Regions from separate parts of the Zea mays genome. Here all the other regions are linked to region 1. The links are chromatin contacts, called in public Hi-C maps. All regions are on one chromosome and are shown on one strand. The core of a region is the stretch at or near the end of the contact, and the rest is flanking DNA. Distances in the headings are between cores, read along the strand shown.

The links. Hi-C and Micro-C count contacts between places; a contact is called where the count stands out from the background.
Region 2: a contact with region 1 is called in a Hi-C map of tassel, with 3 times the contacts expected there. The contact joins the promoter of LOC101027208 here to the promoter of LOC100193376 in region 1. A contact is called at or near these places in 5 of 25 Hi-C or Micro-C datasets (bundle sheath, leaf, root tip and 1 more).
Region 3: a Hi-C map of tassel shows a contact between it and region 1, with 3 times the contacts expected there. The contact joins the promoter of LOC100382294 here to the promoter of LOC100193376 in region 1. A contact is called at or near these places in 2 of 25 Hi-C or Micro-C datasets (ear and tassel).

The regions. Positions count from the first base shown.
Region 1 is chr6:133,815,383-133,819,131 of Zm-B73-REFERENCE-NAM-5.0, reverse strand. LOC100193376 (ubiquinol-cytochrome c reductase complex ubiquinone-binding protein QP-C) reads right to left here and starts at 2,330. Exons shown (of 2, transcript NM_001317234.1): 1 at 1,995-2,330. The coding sequence starts at 2,164.
Region 2 is chr6:134,075,356-134,079,539 of Zm-B73-REFERENCE-NAM-5.0, reverse strand. It overlaps LOC101027208 (Pyrophosphate-energized vacuolar membrane proton pump 1), which reads right to left and starts at 2,339. Exons shown (of 8, transcript NM_001279843.1): 1 at 2,025-2,339; 2 at 174-748; 3 at 1-67. The coding sequence starts at 2,262. It also overlaps the pseudogene LOC109940540.
Region 3 is chr6:134,127,287-134,130,853 of Zm-B73-REFERENCE-NAM-5.0, reverse strand. LOC100382294 (Major facilitator superfamily protein) reads left to right here and starts at 2,169. Exons shown (of 3, transcript NM_001175044.2): 1 at 2,169-2,583. The coding sequence starts at 2,251.

The DNA.
Region 1 (3,749 bases), core at 1,081-3,580:
GATAGCCTAAATCCAGTTTTGACAAACCTATTTTAAAGGAAATTATGCTTCCACTTTCTGAATTGGTGTGAAATTATCCTAATGACCATGAATTTTTTCACTAATTCACAGCATGAGTCCATGATGGAAGTAGTTTGGGTCATGAGACAAACAAGCCTACACCTGAATCACCGTAGGACATGACATGAGACTTACACTACTAAGGGTCAGTGTTACACCAGATGCACAATCTCACATGGATACAACCCCCGAACACAGAAAATCGGTTTCTGAATCTACATCTGAGCCCAATCCCAAATTGCACTTACCTTTAAGAAGAATATTGAGAGTTACAAGTTACAAAAGAATATTCGGACTATTGCTTAATTAAACTGAATTGTCTAACTTTTGCCCTAACTTCCATACCTTGGAAAACCTTAAGAATAATCAAACAGAACACACCTGTCCCATCTATACTTTAACCAAAAACGAAGTATTATAAGATTCCTATGAGCATAGAGGTTGCAACTCCTAAGCTGGGCAACCTTGGATTCTGTATGTGGCCTTATTGCCCCTGAACACAAATATTATGTGATTTAACAATAGTGTTTACCAATAAATGTTAGTTCAGAATCAAAAGAACATTAGATTTGTATATGATCAATCAGATAGAAGAGGCTAAACTACTAAGCAGATTTCAAGCTACTACAAGACCGCGGAGACAAGATTAGCACCCAAATTACATGCAAAACTTGAAAACAGTACACCTAGACAAGTCTTTTAAACTAGCCTTTGAACATTCAGTCCAAAAAGCACATTAAATTAACTAATCACCATGCAAAAGTTCCAACTAGTTTGAACTTTCAAGCTACAAGGTAAAACAATCCTAAGCAATACCTTAAAACCCTACACGTTTGGGTTGGCAACACTAATCAACTAAATGGTGTGTCATGTTGGTAATAAGAGATAAAAGCATATACTGCAACCAAATCTATACTATATTAAAGCACCAGTTTTCTTGGTTCCGCGATTCCACCGTCATCACTTTTACAAAAAGTCTCATATATTTCTTTGTAATCAACCCGCCATCCCTCTGACTCGGTCGGATCTCCTGTGTCGTCCCCCTCCCCACAGGCGTGGCGAGCGTCGCCAGTGAAATATAAAAAAAATAAGTCACCAGGACAGGGATTCGAACCATGGTCTCTAGGAAGAGAGCACTCACCTCTGACCACTACAACTCATATTGGATTGTATTGTACAAAGAAATCCTATATTATATATAGAAACTGTAGCGATACACAAGCAACTAACTAGACTCTATTATATAAATCACCAGTTTCTACCTTCCACTGTCGTCGTGTGTCACCCTTTCCCTTCAGTTCACCTATCCTTTCCCCCCATATTTAAATGGTACAAAAACTAAAAATTATGCACCAATGGGGATTTAAACTGTGGTTATTGGCTCCAAACACAAATTCATACCCACCTAGCCAACACAATACGGACATCTGTGTTTTATACTCAAGCATAAATAGAAACCATAGCGTAAGGACACCTAACTAGTAACACGTTACAGGACACTTAGGCAGCGTGTTTCATCTGCACATACCTCACCTCGCTGGCATAAAACGATGGTAAAGAAATCATCAAGATGCACATATATGTGCCGCATGAAGTAGAATAAAAGCCAGGCATGACCTGTGTCTAGCTTCGTAGTTCCAATTTCCACAATCGAACCAAGGGGCAGGTCAATGCATTAGACAAATCCTTTGTACAATGTACTACTAACCCTAAACGAAACCACCAAATAAAGAAATCCTCGTTAGAACTACCAAAATCGGAGCAAATGAGAGGATCCGGGCCACCAACGCATCTAAGAAAGAGATGAATCGATCGAACCCTAACTGGATCCCCCAGCCAGCCAGCAGCAGGAGCAACCCCGATCCGACCAGATCTGGGTGAGGGGGACGAAACGCAGCCGAACGAGCTAGCACAGAAGGGGACCGGAGGCTTACTGGTAGGTGCCGACGACGGGGGTGAGGAGGAGCGTGGCGGAGATCCAGTTCTCGGTGACCTTGTGGTGGATCTTGGTGGTGATGTCCTTCCACAGCCCCGGCATTACCTTCTGCTGGAAGGGCGACAGCGCGTACACGACCGCCTTCATCCGCACCGGCGTCTTCCCCATGTTCCCCCCGCGTCGCCGGTTGTCTTCCTCCTCGGGACGGGATGCTCCGATCGCCTCACGCACGCGGCACGCCGATCGGTGGCTTCTGCTTCTGGATCGTTCGCTCGGCGGAACAACTGGGCTAGGGTTCGGTATATCGGTCAGAGATTCGATTGGGCCGGGCAAGTATTTTTGGGCCAACTGCAACGAATGGTGCTCGCTTGTTGGACACGGCTCAATTTACAGTAGAACCTGGAGTGCAAAAGTTTCATCATGTTGCCTTCGTTTGCTTCGTCCAATTTTCAGAATCCAAAATGGCAAAATTGGACACCGAAGATCTCTGAACTTACAGACAAAAATGTTATACTTTGTGTTGAGCCCACTTGGGAAGCGGACGGTCCGCCATAGTAGGCCGAGCAATCCACGGTGGTGGCGCAGACGGTTCGCGCGTGCGCAGAATTATTTAAGATTCCGAGTTTTTTTGCGGGATTTATTAGTTAAATTTGTAGAATTAACTCGAAAAACTACTTGTAATGGGTCCAGACCTCCTCCTTTATATAAATGAAGGGCTACGATCGATTGAATCCCCACAATCAATCAATTCAAATCTACTTAATCTTTTTTACCTTATGCATTACGAGTGGCTCTAGTTTAGCCCTAGTTTAGCCCCACTCTACCTCAAATCTTCATCTCTCTTCGGCTCTACGTCAACTAGAGACGTCTTGGGTGGCCTGCTGACGGCAAGACACACTCTAGGATCTCTTCTCCCCTATGGGTCCCTCTCGGGAGGTGAGATATAGGTATGTTGCGAAGAAGAAGACCCTCTGCGCCATCGCGAACCGTTCGAGCCCCGGGAACGGGCCGTCCGGACGTACGTAGAGGAGGAGTTGCTCCTGCGCTAGGTCGTGGACCGTCCGGCCATGTGCCACGGACCATCCGTTCCTTCGCAGAGGGCACCGCCAAGCGATTTGTTCCAGTGTTTGGTGCCCAGATCGGCACCAACACTTTGCACTCACGGAACCACTTATGAGGGTCAATTTGGTAGACGAGAATTGGAGGTGATCCATATGGAAGAAATTTGAATAGAAAAGGAATTCATCCTTCATGGATCCCCTCCATTTCTTTATCCACCGAACCAGCCCTAAGAGGCTCTCTAATTTCTCCTCTCTTGCATCTCCTACCGCCTTGACCCAGGGTCGGCTCTCAGCCTAAAGGCATATACAACTCAACTAAATGAGAGGGCTCTTGAGGGTCTCTAGAGTGCTAAGTGAAAAAAAATCAAGAGACGAGCTCTTCGTAAAGAGTTTGTCTCTATACATATTGTGTCTTAATTGTATTTACTATCTAAAGGCTCGGTGTTATATTATACTATCTCTTAGTTATCTCTTGTATTTATAAAACCGTTCCGGAGACTCAGGGTTGTACATGCCTTAAGAAAGAGGGGTGATCGTCTAGAGCCTAAGCATTAAGGATGTGTTTGGTATAAGGTCAAAGTAGGATAAGGCTGGGGCGACATCATCTCCTCATTTTTTTGGACCACGCCGCCACCAAAATTGCTCTGATGTTCACCTCGCCATCACGTGACTCTCATCCAAACACTATAGAA
Region 2 (4,184 bases), core at 1,090-3,589, 260 kb before region 1:
ACCCAAAGAGATCAGATCCCATTCCAGCAATGTCACCAACATTGTCACCGACATTATCAGCAATCACCTGCAAAATAAGATTTAGAAGTTCAGGGAAGAAAATGGCAAGTAATAATGATTGTGTAGTTCCTAGAATTGTTTTAAAATGAACACTATATGCCAAGAAAACTTACAGCTGGGTTCCTAGGATCATCCTCAGGAATGTTCCTCTCGACCTTTCCAACAAGATCAGCACCAACGTCAGCAGCCTTTGTGTAGATGCCTCCACCAACTCTTCCAAAGAGAGCCATGGACGACCCACCAAGGCCATAGCCAGTGATAGACTCAAAAAGACCCTCCCAGTCATCACCGTAATACAACTTAAATACATTAATGGTGATGTACAGAACCACAAGCCCACTTGATGCAAGCAGGAAGCCCATAACAGCACCAGAGCGAAAAGCGGTGATAAAAGCCTTGCCAACACCCTTCCTAGCTTCCAGGGTAGTTCTGGCATTCGCATATGTGGCAATCTTCATGCCAAGGAAACCGGAGACCAGAGAGGTGATGGCTCCAAGCAAGAAGGACACAGTGCTAAAGAGTGCAGTGAACAGTGCAGGCTTGCAGTACTTGTCCTTGCTATAGGTGCAGGGCTGGCTCTTCGTGCTGAATCCCTCAACCGAACCAAGGAAGAGGAAGATCACAACAGCAAAGATGGACATGAAGATACCAACATATTGGTACTCAGTGAAAAGAAACGATGTTGCTCCTGTCCATAAAAGAGAAGACAATTTTAGATGTCAATCATATGGTTAGGATCACTAGGATGTAAGCTACAGACAATACAATGGCACACTAGTCTATTCAGAAAGAATAGCAAAACTACTGGTCCAGTTTTATCTTTCCAGTATCATCAAATAAATGAGTGATTAACACAGACTGACACATCCAACATCCATTTGTCAACCACACAGGGAAGTAAACAAACTAAAGGCCCCTCAACCAAATAACTCCAAAAGTGCTTATTTTCATGTGTCCCTGTCTCAACCATATAAAATAGCGCCTAACACCAAATTATGGGACATGTAACTGATCAGCACTACTGCACTAGACAATTGCTGATCTAAATGGGAAGCTCAGAGCGCAGTGAACAAGCGACACATGGGTGACAGATGACAGAGAATCCCCATCTCTTACCCAGGAACTTCCAGGTCTAGATCTACCTAGTGCACTAGAGACATTGGAGCCCTTGTATTGAGTAATGGTAGCTTATGTCAGCCAAATGGTGATCTGCCTAACTTGCTACGTTTTGGTCTACAAGAAAGGCACAAGGTAAGATCAGAGACCATGTCAACTGAAAGCCGCTAGGCATTAAAAGAACTGGGCTTTACTGCAGCACCGACACAGGGGCAAGAACGCCGCTAGGCATTAAAAGAACACTTCATCGCTAGATCCATCAGCGCCACTACAAGCATCTAAAGCCAAAGCCCAGATTCACACGTCCAAGGGGTGAGAAAAGGGATTATTTGCCAGCCACACTTGGGACCCATGAATCGAATATAGCAAAACAACAGTAACACATCACATGAGCCCCCACTTAAAAATCCACGTTGTGGGACAGGTGCCAGTAGCAACCAAAAATATCATAGAAAATGTGCATGGTTTGAACTTTTGAAGGGGGTACACCAATTGGCAGCCCCCACAGAGGTACCGACACCCCCACGCAGATATTTGTCTTCCATTCCGTAAAAAACACGCAGACCGAGTTTCAGTCCTAATAAAATCATGATTTTGTGCTATCTACGCGGTAGCTATGACATTTGAGCTCACCCAAGCACCCAACCTAATGATAGGAACTTCACCGCCATCAGCGTGAAATCCACCAAATAAACGAACGGATAACAAAAAAAAAAGTCCCGACCTACTAAAAACGGCATCTACTAAAAACGTAAACCTCTGTTGGCAAACGCGCCAGAGCAACATGAAATGAGCGGATCTAAGCGAACTGAGCGGCAGCCCCAGATCTGAGGAATCCCCGGCCTCACCTTCGGAGATAGCGGTCTGGATCTCGGCGCACTTGACGACGACGTTGTGGTCGTTGAGCCCCTCCTCCTCCTCGATGAGGTAGTCGCCGTAGCCGTTCTTGCTGCCGCCGGACGCGGCTGCAGCCGGGGAGAGCTTCACCCGCGACACGAGCACCCACTGCACGACGGCGAAGGCGATGCCGATGACGGCGGCGACGGGGATGAACACCTCGGTGGCGAGCGCCGAGAGGATCGCCATGGCGGCGACAAAACCCTAAACTCTACGCGGGGAACGCACGAAGGCGAGGGCGGCGGCCGTGTGGGAGACGCGTCACGCTCTCTGCAGCTCTCTTCCCTGAGCTCGGGGCGCGTGTCTTATATAGCGGGGAAGGTGCATGTGGAAGGGGAGTGTGGAATGGATGGAGGTGGCCAGGAGAGAAGGGGCGGGTCGTGAATGCGATTAACTTGGAAGGGTTAGGTGTAAAAGCTGCAGGCCTGTGTGTCAGTGTCTGTGGGCTGTCCTGTTTTAGAGCCTTTTGCTGGTGGGCTGGCCCGGGATGGCAGGTGGGCTCAGGGGATAATATATTTCTCTTCTTCGGTACACTATGTGCTCGTGCGTTGCCATGAGATGTGGAGCATAAGAGCGGCGTCTAGGTTACAAATATATTTTTTGTTTATTTTTAAACACTAAGATATATGTGGTCTGTTGATTAGTCCTAAATTTCTATAGCATAGGGGTGTGAGTTCAAGTACTTGTTCTGTACTATATTTTGCGGACGCTGGATGTGAGGAGGGTGATGAATTAGCTAGCTTGTTTACGGATCCAACAGGAACGGGCAGAATTAGCTGCATATTAGGAGTATATCAGTGTTTTTCCCTGTGGCTATGCTGCTGCATTGTCGTAGTGCGGCGGGGAAAACAGAATTTGGCTCCACGCGTCGAGGGTCTGCTACGGTGGCAACACAACGCGCGCATGGCATGGAGGCCAGAGTCGGGCCTGGTGGTGACATGTTTCAGGCTTAGTGCACACCTGTCCCGTGCAGCCATCCTGGACGGCGGTCTCTCTCACGCAGACGTCAGCTAAACGCTGCCCAGCCCAGCTGCTGTAGGCAGAGAGAAAAAGACGGGAACCCACAACAAAGCTATGCAAACCAAACCGTGTGCTCTGTTTCGGCCGACTCGGCCACGAAAAGAAAACCCCGGGCGCCACGCGGAAAACCACCGGACGACCCGACGCTTATCGCCTCCGCGCTCCGCTTTATTATCAAAAGATCCTAGCAGCACAAGCTGCCTTGCCCTTCGGTGATCACAAGGACAGCATTCGAGCAGCAGCAAGACGACGCAGGTTCAGCGACCGGTTTCCACGATGTGCCGCGCCACAGCGATAGAGGGCGGCTTCCTCCGCCCGCCCCCGTCCCGGCGCCTCGACGTCCGCGCTTTCTACCTTCGCCTCTCCTCCTGCTCCGCCACGACGCCCGCGGAGCTCACGTTGGCCTACCACCCGGCCATCGGGGGTGCGGCGCAGGGGCTAAACGGTCGCGCGCTCCCGCCAGCCGCGCCCGCCAAGGTCACGCTCCGTCGGGTCGCCGCCGCCGAGGGCGCGCGGTTCAAGGTGCTCGTCGCCGCCGGGGAGGAGGTCGCAGCGGAGGGCGTCTTCTCCGCGCAACGCGAGGGGGTGTGGCACGTGGAGTGCCGTGGGGCGCTAGCTTCACCGAAGGTGTGCGTGGCGGAGGTGGTGGTGCTCGCGGAGGGCGGTGTGCTGATGCAGGACAGGGCCCGCGCGGCCGAGCCACCCGGCTGGAGGGGATACCGGAGGAGGACGCCACCACGGGCCTCTGCGTCTGGTTCCGCTGCGAGTGCGACGACGACGGGTGGGAAGTGGTCGGGGACGCGGAGGAGGAGGAGTAGGAGGTCGAGATGGAGAAGGTGCGGTGGGCGATGGAGGTGGGCCGTGTGCCTCGGCGTTGGCCTCTTCGCCACGGCCGCGTGCTTTCTCTACGTCGGTGTGGGGCCGTTGGGCCATCACGCGCGGTAGGCGGAGGCGGGGGCATGGCCGCGCCAGGCGCCCACACTGCATTCTTAATTAGTAGTAGGGATACAGTGGAATATCTGGATCAAAGGTAAGGGAGTGAGCTGGCACTGACGTGTCTTTTGCTTTCAACGTTGGATAAGCTAATGAAA
Region 3 (3,567 bases), core at 920-3,419, 310 kb before region 1:
GCCGATCATGTAAATGCCAAACCCTCGGAATGGCCATTGTTTGATGATGGGATTCAAAGCACTAGCTAAAGAAATTTGAGTGACCTAATTTTTTGGCATTCTTGATAGCCTCTATAATATTTAAAACAATATTCGAGAAGCGTCGGCCAATAGTAGCCAGACCTCCTAATTAACCATTTCATTTTATGAGGTAACTGGTGTGTGCCACACGTAGCCAGACCTCCTGGTTAACCACTTCATTTTATAAGTCGATTTGTGTGTGCAACATACGCCTTCGTATACGTCATGCATCATCTCCAATGCTTGGGTGGGGCACAACATTTCATCAGTAGTCCTTTTAAGTTGCTCAAAGTTTTCCTCCACTAGCAATATGAGATTAATCTCTTAACTCTCTAGCATTTATTTTGGATCACAAATTATTAATTAAATCAAATAATCCAATCTATTTAAGTATAACAGAACGAACATGGTGAATGCGTGCACAAGATGGCTCTGGACTGGATTACTTACATTGTAGCTGGAGCTAAGGACCTCATAGTGCATTTTTTGCCTATGGGAATGTGTGTTTTGCAGGGGAAGTGGGTCAGTTTCCTAAAGCTAGGAGAGGAATGGAGATGCAAGGCGTTGAGTGTTGGATGTTTCGTTAAGTTACAATTGTTGTGTTCTTTTAAGATGTTTTCTGTGCTTGAATGTTAGGTTATAAAATGGCTGAAACGAGGCCCTAAAATTCTATTTTTAAAAAAACTCAAAAACATTTTAAAATACTAAAATACTCAAAAATTTTAAATATTTTAAAATATATGTGTTTTAAAGTATAGAGAATGCAACTTCATCCTTTCTATATAAATATCCTTTTTTTCCTTTTCTCTATTTATTTTGTACATAAACGATAAACTAAATGAAACTAAAGTATGTATAAGATCTATATTGTACTTAAACGAGAAACTAAATAAAAGTAATATAAAGATATTTAAAGGTATGATAAATACATACCTATAATAATTTGAGGAAAAAATATCTATAATATATATTTAGTATATAGATGATGAGATATATAGTCTGTTCGCTTCGAATTAAAGTCAGCAGTTCGGACTGATGTGGCTGTAATACATAGAGACAAAACATTTTAGAAACAGTAGAGCTGTTTTAAATTAAAGCCAAGCGTTCGTTTCAGATTAAAGCCAAGTAAACTGTTGGGGACAGAAAACGTCCTCGCGGACGATTCGGCCCTGAGGCCAGACGGTCCGGGGTCCTGACAGTCCGCTGTGGTGGCGCGGACGGTACACGTGTGCGTAGGATCAGTTAGGGTTCTGAGTTTCTTACGCGATTTGTTAGCTAAATTTACGGGATTAACTCGGGAAACGACTTATAACGGCTCCAGACCTCCCCTTTATATAGATGAAGGACTACGACCGATTAAACGTCTCACAATCGATCAAATCAAATCTATTTATCAATTTTACCTTTTCTTTCTTCCAATTCCTAGGAGTAGGAGTAATTTAGCCTTAAGATTAGATTTAGTTTAGTCTTCCACAACAATCTCTATTCGACTCTACGCTGATTAGAGGAGCACCGGGCGGCCAGCCGATTCAGAGCAACCCCTTGGAACCCTCTTGACGTGATCTCTTTCAGGGCGAGCTCTAGGGTTCTTCGCGGAGAAAAAGACCCTCTGCACTATCGCGGACCGTCCGGCCTAAGACGTGGACCATCCGAAAACGTGCAGAGAAGGAGCCGCTCCTGTGTCAGATCGCGGACCGTTCGTGTCTCCGTAGAGAGCCCCACCAGGCGACCCGTTTCCATGTTTGACGTTTGCACGTTGATAAAAGACGGTGCTGCTGGAGACGAATGAGGTAAAAAAAAATAAGAAAATGACATACAAGATATTGTTTAATATAGTCATCGCGGCCACTCAAGCTGGCCGGTGCCACCGACCGTCGCCATCGAAATCGCGATGGTTTGAGCCTTTGAGATCCGCGTCGCTGTTTGTGTACATCCAATTTCGTCGCATTTCGCGCACACGGCCCCGACCCAAAACAGCAAACCCCAGCTCCAAGCGAAGCTAACCAGCTCCCAAAGTTCCAAGCCCACCGGCCATCGCCCGGCGCGGCGCCTGCACACAGCCATAAAAAAGAGCTTATTACAAAAATCCTCGCCGACCCGCGATCCCGACCGCAGCTCCCCTCTCCCTATCCATCCAGGCCATCCGCTGTACATCACGCACGTTGGTCGGTGCTCCCCTCGGCGAGCGAGATGCGTGGGCCGGCGTCGGTGAAGGCGGGGAGCCGGCCGCCGTGGCTGGGACTGGGGGCGGCCGCATGGGTGCAGGTCGCGGGCGGCGCCGGCTCCACGTTCGCGCTCTACTCGCACGCGCTCAAGGTCGCCCTCGGCGCCGACCAGAGCCGGCTTGCGCTGCTCGGGGTCGCCTGTGACGTCGGCGAGAACCTCGGCCTGCTCCCGGGGGTGCTCTGCAACCGCCTCCACCCCGCGCTGCTCCTCATCATCGGCGCTGGCGCGTGCCTGCTCGGGTACGGCACCGCGTGGCTCCTCGTCTCTGGCGTCGCGCCCGCGCTGCCTTACTGGCTGGTGAGCTGCCGCCGCTATCGCTCTTCGTTTTGCTACTTCTCATCAATTTACTGATTGATTTTTCTTTTTTTTTCTATTTTTTTGCGAAAAACATTACTGATCGATTTTTTAAGATCCAGTTTATGCGTCAGTTCTAGATCGTGAAACGGAAGTTGCATTACTCTGTTGATGTTAAGTTTTTCGTAGAAGGCATTGTTTTTTTTGTGGCAAATGGTCACTTTTTTTTTGGCACTTTTGCGCTGTGCAAGTAAATATAATATATGGACTGTTATGCTGATGCTGGAATTTATTCTCCATATTATTTTTAGCTCTCTATTTAACTATATATTTATATTTTTATAAAGATTACACTTGCATCACACTTCAACAAACTATATATCTAGTTTAGCTAGTCAGGTGGCTAGCTAAGTTTAGCCAATGATGGAGCCAATTTGACGAGTCGGATAGCGAGACAAGTCAGATAGCTAGTCTGTTGAAGAGTTATTTTGTTGTTTAGTAGTCAAAATTTGATTTGACGAGTCATTTGGCTAGTCTCTTAGAGATGCTATTATCCTAAAAATGGTAAACGCCTTATGGTATAAGCAAGCTTGAGGGTAAATAGAAGTCTCTGTAATTCCATAAACAAATGGGCCGGAGTTAGGCTGCCTGCCATACACTAGCAAACAATCCTCGCAAAAACACACACACTAGCAAACAAGTTTTGACTGCACATGGGTCAATAAAATCACTGTCACTTAGTTTACCTGCAATATGCACGTATCTAGGACTTTTACACGCCGTGTCTCAATGGAGGGTCGGGTGTTCTAGAATTAGCACCACTCTTCTTTCCCCTTTAAGGCTTCAAGTGAGGTTAGCTTTTTGCTAGCTTCAACTTGAAACAAGTTTTTTTCACTTACTCTGAGCAGTATATTCCCAGTCCGGGATACATGCTGACTGGAATTAAGCTAAAACCGACGTGATTCACGGGAATAACTAATTAGTGTC